2 separate regions of the Cyprinus carpio genome follow, and region 2 is linked to region 1. The links are chromatin contacts, called in public Hi-C maps. All regions are on one chromosome and are shown on one strand. Each heading gives the region's core, a stretch centred on a gene start, on an enhancer-like site or on the middle of the called end of the contact. The rest is flanking DNA. Distances are from core to core; before and after follow the strand shown.

What was found. A called contact is a pair of places that touch in the nucleus more often than the background predicts.
Region 2: a Hi-C map of skeletal muscle shows a contact between it and region 1, with 9 times the contacts expected there. The contact joins the promoter of LOC109092881 here to the promoter of LOC109093507 in region 1.

Annotation. Positions count from the first base shown.
Region 1 is chrA7:34,831,157-34,835,647 of ASM1834038v1, forward strand. It overlaps LOC109093507 (IST1 homolog), which reads right to left and starts at 2,457. Exons shown (of 10, transcript XM_042760935.1): 1 at 2,328-2,457; 2 at 1,394-1,490; 3 at 1,115-1,295; 4 at 949-1,036; 5 at 776-859. The coding sequence starts at 1,481.
Region 2 is chrA7:34,999,824-35,004,538 of ASM1834038v1, forward strand. It overlaps LOC109092881 (ankyrin repeat domain-containing protein 11-like), which reads right to left and starts at 1,665. Exons shown (of 13, transcript XM_042760939.1): 1 at 1,270-1,665. LOC109092880 (paraplegin-like) reads left to right here and starts at 1,734. Exons shown (of 17, transcript XM_042760942.1): 1 at 1,734-1,864; 2 at 3,518-3,617; 3 at 3,749-3,832.

The DNA.
Region 1 (4,491 bases), core at 1,207-3,706:
GAATCTAAACTCTTCAGGGCTCCGGACCTCCAGAAATTGAGTTTGACACCCCTGGTTTGAATACCAAGGATGGTAACTATAATTAATAATTTTTTCAAATACAAATTCTTCATGAATAAGAAAGTCCACACCACAAATATAACAATAACGACACAAAGGAAAGACAGTGTTGGAATCACTTAAAAGAACAATTTTATTTTCTAGCTAATGGATGATAAAAACACTGAAAGCCAATCAGAATCCACCTGCGCATTTAATGTGGTAGACGACACGTAAATTAACAGAACGTTATCATTCACTGGTGTGGACGCTAGTACAGTTAAAGTTATCGTTCTTGGTGCGAACAGGCCTTAAGGCTAGGGAATGTTATAAAAGTTGTATCTCTGAATGTTTAAGGCTTGGATAAACTACATGACTTTTAAAATCTAGGCATCATACACTTGCAGACTTTGTAAATGGTTAAAGAGAAAAACGAATGAGGATCACACACTACGAGTTTCAACTAGCGTTGACTCCTCTAAAAAGAGTGAATCAGTGCAAAAAAAAAAAACTTGCAAAAATCATGAAGTGTATTCCAGCCTTCAAAAAGTAACAGGACACCTCTCCTTATAAAGCAGTATGATGTGATGTAGATCAGGTGTGCTGTTACATGTCAGACAGGAGCTTTGAAAATGCCCTAATCCATGCATAAGCAATAGTTATTGCAATGTTTGCCCAAACACACATTACTACGAGTTCACTTTATGCCCACTACCTCTAACATGTTTCATCATACCCTATCATTCACTGTTCCGATCTGGTTTGTCCTACATAGCTTTCCATACTCTTTGCTGTATTTGGCACACAGCTGATCTGAAACCTGTTAAAGTGAGGAAAAAAAGACATGAATGATCCATACTAGAACAACACCCCAGAAACAGATTAAAGACAAACACATATGATACCCACAATCTTCAGTTCTGCCACTTCTGATTGCAGTCGAGGGGCAGCCCAGATGAGTGTGGATACTGCTTCTTGCAGGCCAGGGTCCAGTTCTCTGAAAAGAAGATTAAAAATTACATGAGCAAAAAATCCACTTTTTAAAAATAAGAATAAAAAAAAAATGGTTACTCACTTCATGGACTGTATTAAGCCAAAGCGGGTGAGCAGCAAATCACAATATAACTCCAGGATCTCCATGGCCTCCACCAAATAATCCTCCCTGATGATGTGCTCGACTCTGATTCTCGCACGCTCATCTTTGCCTGCTGACAAGTAGTCTGCGATCTCCTTACGAGCCTTCTGGGCTAATTCAGCTAAATCAGATCAAACGAGTTCAATTTAGTTAAATCAACGAAAGTTTAGAAAATCCAAAACTTTAAAATATGACAAACTTGTAGACAACCAAACTTACTTTTCTTCTTCTCAAGAAGTTTGAGGCGGTTTATGACCAGCCTGAGATTGACACGAAGTCTCTCGGATTTAAACCCTCCACCAAGCATGATGGAGCTCTGTGGAGAAATGTCAAGAGCCAAAGATCAGGTAAAAGGGGTGGAAAAGACTCAAAGTGGAGGTCAAAACAGTGTCCCGGGTATCTCACATGTTATTAAAGCTTCAGTGCAAGCATATACAGAGATCTGGATTTGAGATATGTCTCCTGTTTGGTGAGTGACGTCATTACCATATCATGACAACAGCACAATTCAGCTATTAGGAACCTAAGTTAACCACTTTAGGTAAGTTTAAAAACCAGGAACCAAAGAAAAACTGTGTAAATTATAACATGCGTCCCTTATGTCAGAAAAAGCAGTGGGAGTACTATGGTAACGTTATCTGATCAAAATACCGTGGTTCTGTTACACATACTAAGAACTACAAAAAATATCACAGTACATGTCCAGAAATATGGTAATAATCAGGCATATTTTTGTCGGTTACACTCTTATCTATTTAGAAATAGTGGTTTATTTGTTAATGCGATTTTCTTACATATGCTGCCTGCTGACTGTGTTAGTGTGAGTCACAACAGTTAGCCAAAACAAGAGTTAAAGACATAAAACAGAGAAATAGAGAATTAGCCTACAAGCAGTCACTGGTCATTACTTATATAGATCGATTCGATGCATCTATACTGATCTTTACTGAACGTACAAATTTTTCTTGAAACCGTTTTCGTATTGTCAGAAATCTGACTGTTCAAAGCAGGAAGAGACTCGATTAGCGGCTAGTGGAGCTAATTCACGAAAGTAAACAAAACCCTCAAGAACCTACAGATGTTGACAGATAGTCAAAACATCGTGGATATCTCCTAAATACAGTACAAAACTTAGAATAAATATCATATTTACATGTGAGTTCCTCTTCAGACGCTGGGAAAGAGTCGGTTTCGGTTAGAATTGTTGGGCGACTGCTGCTCAGTTAGCATTCACTTCCGCATTGGACGTGACTTCATTGATGACGCTACAAGTCACATGGTCGCCGGTGGAAAACTCGCTTTTGAGGGGAAACCCCCGTCACCAGGGCGGACAGATCACATGTTTTTAATGATGTCATGTTCGTGATATTACATGACAAGATCGTCTAGAATGGATAGCCAAGTTGGCAAGAAATGTCTGAGCTCACTAGTCATTACCTTTAAAATAGGACAAATAATTGGTCAGAATAGACTGAGGCTGTTGTGCTGAAAACAATAGTGAGACAATGCATTTTTATTTATGTTTGTATGTAAAATGAAGGGAACACTTAAATCACACATTGGATCTTGATGAATAAAATATTCAAGTTGAAAATCTCCTGTAATGTAAGTCCTTGATAATAAAATGAGGTGACAGTGGTCAATGGAAACCAAAATCATCAACCCAGAGAGGCCTGGAGTCAGTGTGTAGTGTGTGAATCTGCCGACACACTACCCACAGGTCACAGGACATTGTCCTGCACCAGCAGGAACCCAGGGCCCACTGCACCAGCAAAAGGTCTGACAATGGCTCTGAGGATTTCAGCAATAGCCTCCAAGAATATTCCTTCCCACACCATCACATCATTGAAAATATAAACATTTTTCTTTAGGCGTTATCTGACAACTTGCTATGATACTCATTAGACAAAATATCTACAGGTCCTTCTCAAAAAATTAGCATATTGTGATAAAAGTTCATTATTTTCCATAATGTAATGATAAAAATTAAACTTTCATATATTTTAGATTCATTGCACACCAACTGAGATATTTCAGGTCTTTTATTGTTTTAATACTGATAATTTTGGCATACAGCTCATGAAAACCCAAAATTCCTATCTCAAAAAATTAGCATATCATGAAAACGTTCTCTAAACGAGCTATTAACCTAATCATCTGAATCAACTAATTAACTCTAAACACCTTCAAAAGATTCCTGAGGCTTTTAAAAACTCCCAGCCTGGTTCATTACTCAAAACCGCAATCATGGGTAAGACTGCCGACCTGACTGCTGTCCAGAAGGCCATCATTGACACCCTCAAGCGAGAGGGTAAGACACAGAAAGAAATTTCTGAACGAATAGGTTGTTCCCAGAGTGCTGTATCAAGGCACCTCAGTGGGAAGTCTGTGGGAAGGAAAAAGTGTGGCAAAAAAACGCTGCACAACGAGAAGAGGTGACCGGATCCTGAGGAAGATTGTGGAGAAGGACCGATTCCAGACCTTGGGGGACCTGCGGAAGCAGTGGACTGAGTCTGGAGTAGAAAACATCCAGAGCCACCGTGCACAGGCGTGTGCTTTTGAACCAGAAACAGCGGCAGAAGCGCCTGACCTGGGCTACAGAGAAGCAGCACTGGACTGTTGCTCAGTGGTCCAAAGTACTTTTTTCGGATGGAAGCAAATTTTGCATGTCATTCGGAAATCAAGGTGCCAGAGTCTGGAGCAAGACTGGGGAGAAGGAAATGCCAAAATGCCTGAAGTCCAGTGTCAAGTACCCACAGTCAGTGATGGTCTGGGGTGCCATGTCAGCTGCTGGTGTTGGTCCACTGTGTTTTATCAAGGGCAGGGTCAATGGAGCTAGCTATCAGGAGATTTTGGAGCACTTCATGCTTCCATCTGCTGAAAAGCTTTATGGAGATGAAGATTTAGTTTTTTCAGCACGACCTGGCACCTGCTCACAGTGCCAAAACCACTGGTAAATGGTTTACTGACCATGGTATTACTGTGCTCAATTGGCCTGCCAACTCTCCTGACCTGAACCCCATAGAGAATCTGTGGGATATTGTGAAGAGAAAGTTGAGAGATGCAAGACCCAACACTCTGGATGAGCTTAAGGCAGCGAACGAAGCATCCTGGGCCTCCATAACACCTCAGCAGTGCCACAGGCTGATTGCCTCCATGCCACGCCGCATTGAAGCAGTCATTTCTGCAAAAGGATTCCCGGCCAAGTATTGAGTGCATAACTGAACATAATTATTTGAAGGTTGACTTTTTTTGTATTAAAAACACTTTTCTTTTATTGGTCGGATGAAATATGCTAATTTTTTGAGATAGGAATT
Region 2 (4,715 bases), core at 415-2,914, 170 kb after region 1:
TTATGGGGTGAAACAGGAAAGCGTATTTTGCAATGCTGCTGTGTTGAAGTTGTGCTCAGAAGAAATAAACAAAAGTGATGAAGGGAGAGATGTAAAGTGGAAGCAGAGAAAGTGAAGAGAGGGAGAGAGTGTGCTAACGCCCCAACACCGCCGCAGTGTTCTTCCACTGCACCAACACCAGCTCTGTCTACTTCATCACAAACTTTGATAGACTGGCTCTATCCATCAGATCACCCTTTAAAGAAGTACTGTAAGGTCTTGCTTCAATGCAGATCCTTGCTGAAGTAAACAATCACACCACACAATGCCTAAACAAGCACAGACGAATCACATCCACAAGCAACCTTCACAAAATGTCTTTTCACACCACGTAAGATGGTGAAGTTCAGGTCTTGCTGTTCTAAATCAAAAATAAAGAACATTTAGCCTAACATACAGAAAATGGTTAGCCACATTGAGAATACAGGTATACATCAAGAAAATCCTTAATTTGGTAAAATAGGATGAATGTAGCACTGAATCCTCCTTCGTGGATATTGCGTGAAATCTATTATGCAACTAAACCGTGTGTGTGTTTTCTTCATGCCAGAAACAAATCCCTGTTAAATATGAGAAATGAAAAACAAACCAAGCTGAATTCACGTTGCCATCATAATATGACCAATCTCATAAAAACACTAAGAAATGCGTGTGTTGCAGTGATCTAATATTTACAGTCTGAATGGTGCACTGATAACCCCACGCAAATTCTTATTACAGATCTTATTCTGGAATTTCACAATCCCTGCAGCTACTTCAGCACACATTATCAATGTGAAGTCAACAATATTTACTTCTCATATGTGCCCTTGAAACCTACATGTTGATGTATTAAGATGCCCATCCCAGTGGCTGACTTCTGCAGGGCAGCAGAGCCCGTCTGGCCATATCCGATTCCCAGAGAGAGAGAACCACAACATGACGAGGGTTATTTTCATTTCTCCAGCTTCATATGCTCACCTTCAGTCATTACCGAATATTAGTATTATAGATCAATACAACCCGTATGGATCAATAAATGCGCACAGTCTGACAAAATGTATAGATTTTGAGCAATACGCAAACATTTCCTCGACTTCGGGGTGGGGGAGGGAAACAAACTCCAGTTAGCAACGGGGCTAAAGCCGTTAGCGGTCTAACCGTGAAAGTCGACGCATGAGAGGACGCACAGATGTTTTTTCGTCACGAAATGCCTTTTAAAAGAGTAAAGAGCAGCTTAAAATGGCTTACCTTCTTCAAAACGTGAGCTACATCTACAAAATTATACTTGGTATTCCCTCCCGATGCTTGTTTTTCCCATTTGAGGCCTTCTGCTTCAGCGAGCTCCGATGCGGGAACATCCGAGGCGCGCGACGCTCATCTCAGTCCGCGCTCGCGCCAGCGTGCTAAGCTAATCAGTGATTACCTCCCGCAGAATGCGATGATTAAAATCTCTCAGGGCTCCAATAAACTGGTAAGAGAAGTGGTTATAAACTCTCCATCTGTCCCTTTAAACAGTCCACGGGTCTCCGTAACGTTACGTTTGCTGATTTGGCTTGATCAGAGGTGAAAAAATAAAAATCCGCTTCAAGTTAATCCTCTCCGTCCGACTCCTTCCGAACCGTTTCGATCGGCCTTTGACTCGCGCTGACGAAAAGCGGACGATAGGAGTTGATACGCGGATTGTGATAGGCTGACGCGTATGGGCGGTCACTGTTTGTTCCCCGTTGTAACTGTGAAACTGGCGCCATTGTGGTTCTTGCCAGGGAAGATTCTACGTTGTTTTCTTTGGCGACCTCGAGCCGGAATGGCGTAGACAGTGGCATGTTTTGCGAGCTCCATTTGGGTGAGAGGAAAATGGAGAACCTGTGTGGGTAAATGTAGTAAAATTGCGTTAATGTGTTTTTTTTGTGTGTGTGTGTGTGTGTGTGTGTGTGTGTGTGTGTGTGTGTGTGTGTGTGTGTGTGTGTGTGTGTGTGTGTGTGTATGTTTTCGTATTTTAAGACACGAGTGAACAGAGCTCCACCGAAATTGTTTATCCCTTCATTAATTCAGATTGATCTAAAAACAGCCGTTGATTGCTATCTTCAGCATACTTTATGAATATTACGAACTGTTTGCCGGTGACGGATTGCGAGCTCATCAGCCACAGCACGATTTGCTTTCATTTACTGTTGTCTGATAAATGTATGTTAGATGTATTGATTTTTGTTTTATTTTCGATTTGACGTCACAAGCCTCAACCGTGACACCGATTTCTTGCCGAGCAGAATAACGCAATGGCTCCCTCTGTTGAAAGGAGACTAGAGCTGTCTGTCTGAGATATATCCTCAATTCTTGACCAACTTGTCATAATTATACTCAATTGTTCTGTCCTCACTTCATATCCCAACATAAAATACATCTGAAACCACACAGGCTCATACCTGCCAGTACAAAGAAGGATATCAGACATGTGAAATCTTATTTTATATATATATATATATATATATATATATATATATATATATATATATATATATATATATATATATATATATATATAATGATATAATGATTTGTCTATATTTCTACCCTATAACTAGACTATATTTATTTTTGCGCTATAACTACATTTTTAACATCAAATTACAGTCGTTGTCTGCGCATGCCCAACTAGAACTGTTTGTAGTTTTTGGGGGTTTTATAAACGTGCAAGTAGAACTATATTTCCCATCAGCCCTTTCTCGAGCTCTTTCCGTCCTGATTGGCTGATCCCGAAGGTGAAAGTTGAATAGACATGTTTCTCAAGCCCGTACAGTAAACATCATTAGAGTTCACGGAGTTAGTAGTCAGCACACCATTGTAACGTCCTTGTAATTGTATAATTTAAGACAGTTTTTACCCGCCGCATTTTATTTGTTCGGTATGTTTCAGATATATTCGAGTAGAAGACGCGCTTGTTGTTTTACAGCAGCTATATTTGTCTGTGTTGGATAAGAATCACGATGACAGCTAAAGAATAGCAACTCTTAAAGAGGTCACATTAAAGACTGCTATTTATTTTGGAATAAGTTAGTATGTTCTGATCCAAGCGACGCGATAAACCAGCTTTTAATATGGCAGCGCTACTTTTGCAGCGCGGAAGCAAATGTTACGACAAACGGGTTTGGTCGTTATCGTCTCGTTTCTGCTGTTTTCAAGCCAGCAGAAAAGTGGAGAGCAATGTGACTTCAAACTTGCATTTATTGACTCCAAACAAACGAGGTCTAACATCAGGACACGTTCAGGTGGGTTATCTAAATTCCGAATAAGCATTGTGTAAACTATTTTGTTCATTTAAAATTCATTGTCATCTTGCGAAGTGACGTTAAGTATAGTGCTGATGTAATGCTGACTAATACAGTTTATACAGAATATACACTTTTCTTTGTGACTAAACGGAACAGATGAATCATAATAATAGCAAGTAATCTATGTGATTATGCATGACCTTGATTAACCAAGATCTGTTTTACAGAACATTTTGACGAAGCCATTAATCCCGAGGCTCGTAGGACTTGAATTCCATTGTCGCCACAAATTGTTCACAGATCCTGTGAAACTGTGGAAACTATTAGGTAAGTATTAAGTTTAAGTTATTTTTTTGGCTGGACAAAGTTGTGATGCAGAACTTTTGACTTCTTAATCTTAATTATTTTCCGAATTATGTTGCATTGCATAATTCAAATATTTTTTCCACATCTGTCAGGCACTACTCATTATTTCAGCACATCCAACAGAAGACATGAAAAGAAAGAAAGTGGAAAAGGGAAGACCCCAGAGGAGGATGAAGGTATGTTCGGAATTTTTTGAAACAGTAGATTACAAACTACTATTTTTTTTTAATGCATCTAATTGTGAATGATTAATTCGTGTATGTTTAATTAAAAAAGAAAATAATAATAATAATAATAAAATTAACCTCATAATTTCTTAACAAAATGCCCGCCTAAGACCACTTTTTCAGTGCTGTGTCCAAATCTCGAAATCCATTCAAAAACCGATAGATAGAATCAAGTTGTAAACATTTTTTCTTTTTCCAATAATTTGCTACACTTGAATGTGCTTCACAATATGGAGCAAACTGTCTGTCGCTACTTTGGTTTCCTCGTTTCTTTTTTCTTTTTTTGTCTTCAAAAAGGCATTTTTAAACCTTATTAAAAGTGTAATTTTTTTATGTCAAATTCTTACATTTTATCAATAAATCAAACTAGAATGATAAGACACTGACGTGTTAAAATTGTTTAAATATAATCTTATTTTAAAATATGAAACCATCAGTAAGTGGCAGCAAGTCCCTGTCTTAGTGAGTGAGTCACTGAATTATTCATTCATAAATTTGTTTCAAATGACTGATTCATTCAGAAATGAAGCAAGTTACCATGTTTATGAATTGGTTGTCGAATCATTCACTTAAACAATATATTCTACGAAATGCAGTAACAAAACACTGCTGTGTGTGTATTCGGATTAGAATATACTTCTGAAGGCTATACTTATAGGCTACATCATGCAGTGAAGGCATATTTTTGTTTTGTTTCTACAAAGTGAGCAACATACTCAATAATTTCATTGACAATTACAGTGTAATTGCAGACTATGTTTATCGCACACTCCTACATTGTCCTGCTTATTAGGTGGCTAAAGTTGATTTGAGTTGGAATTGTTTTATTTAG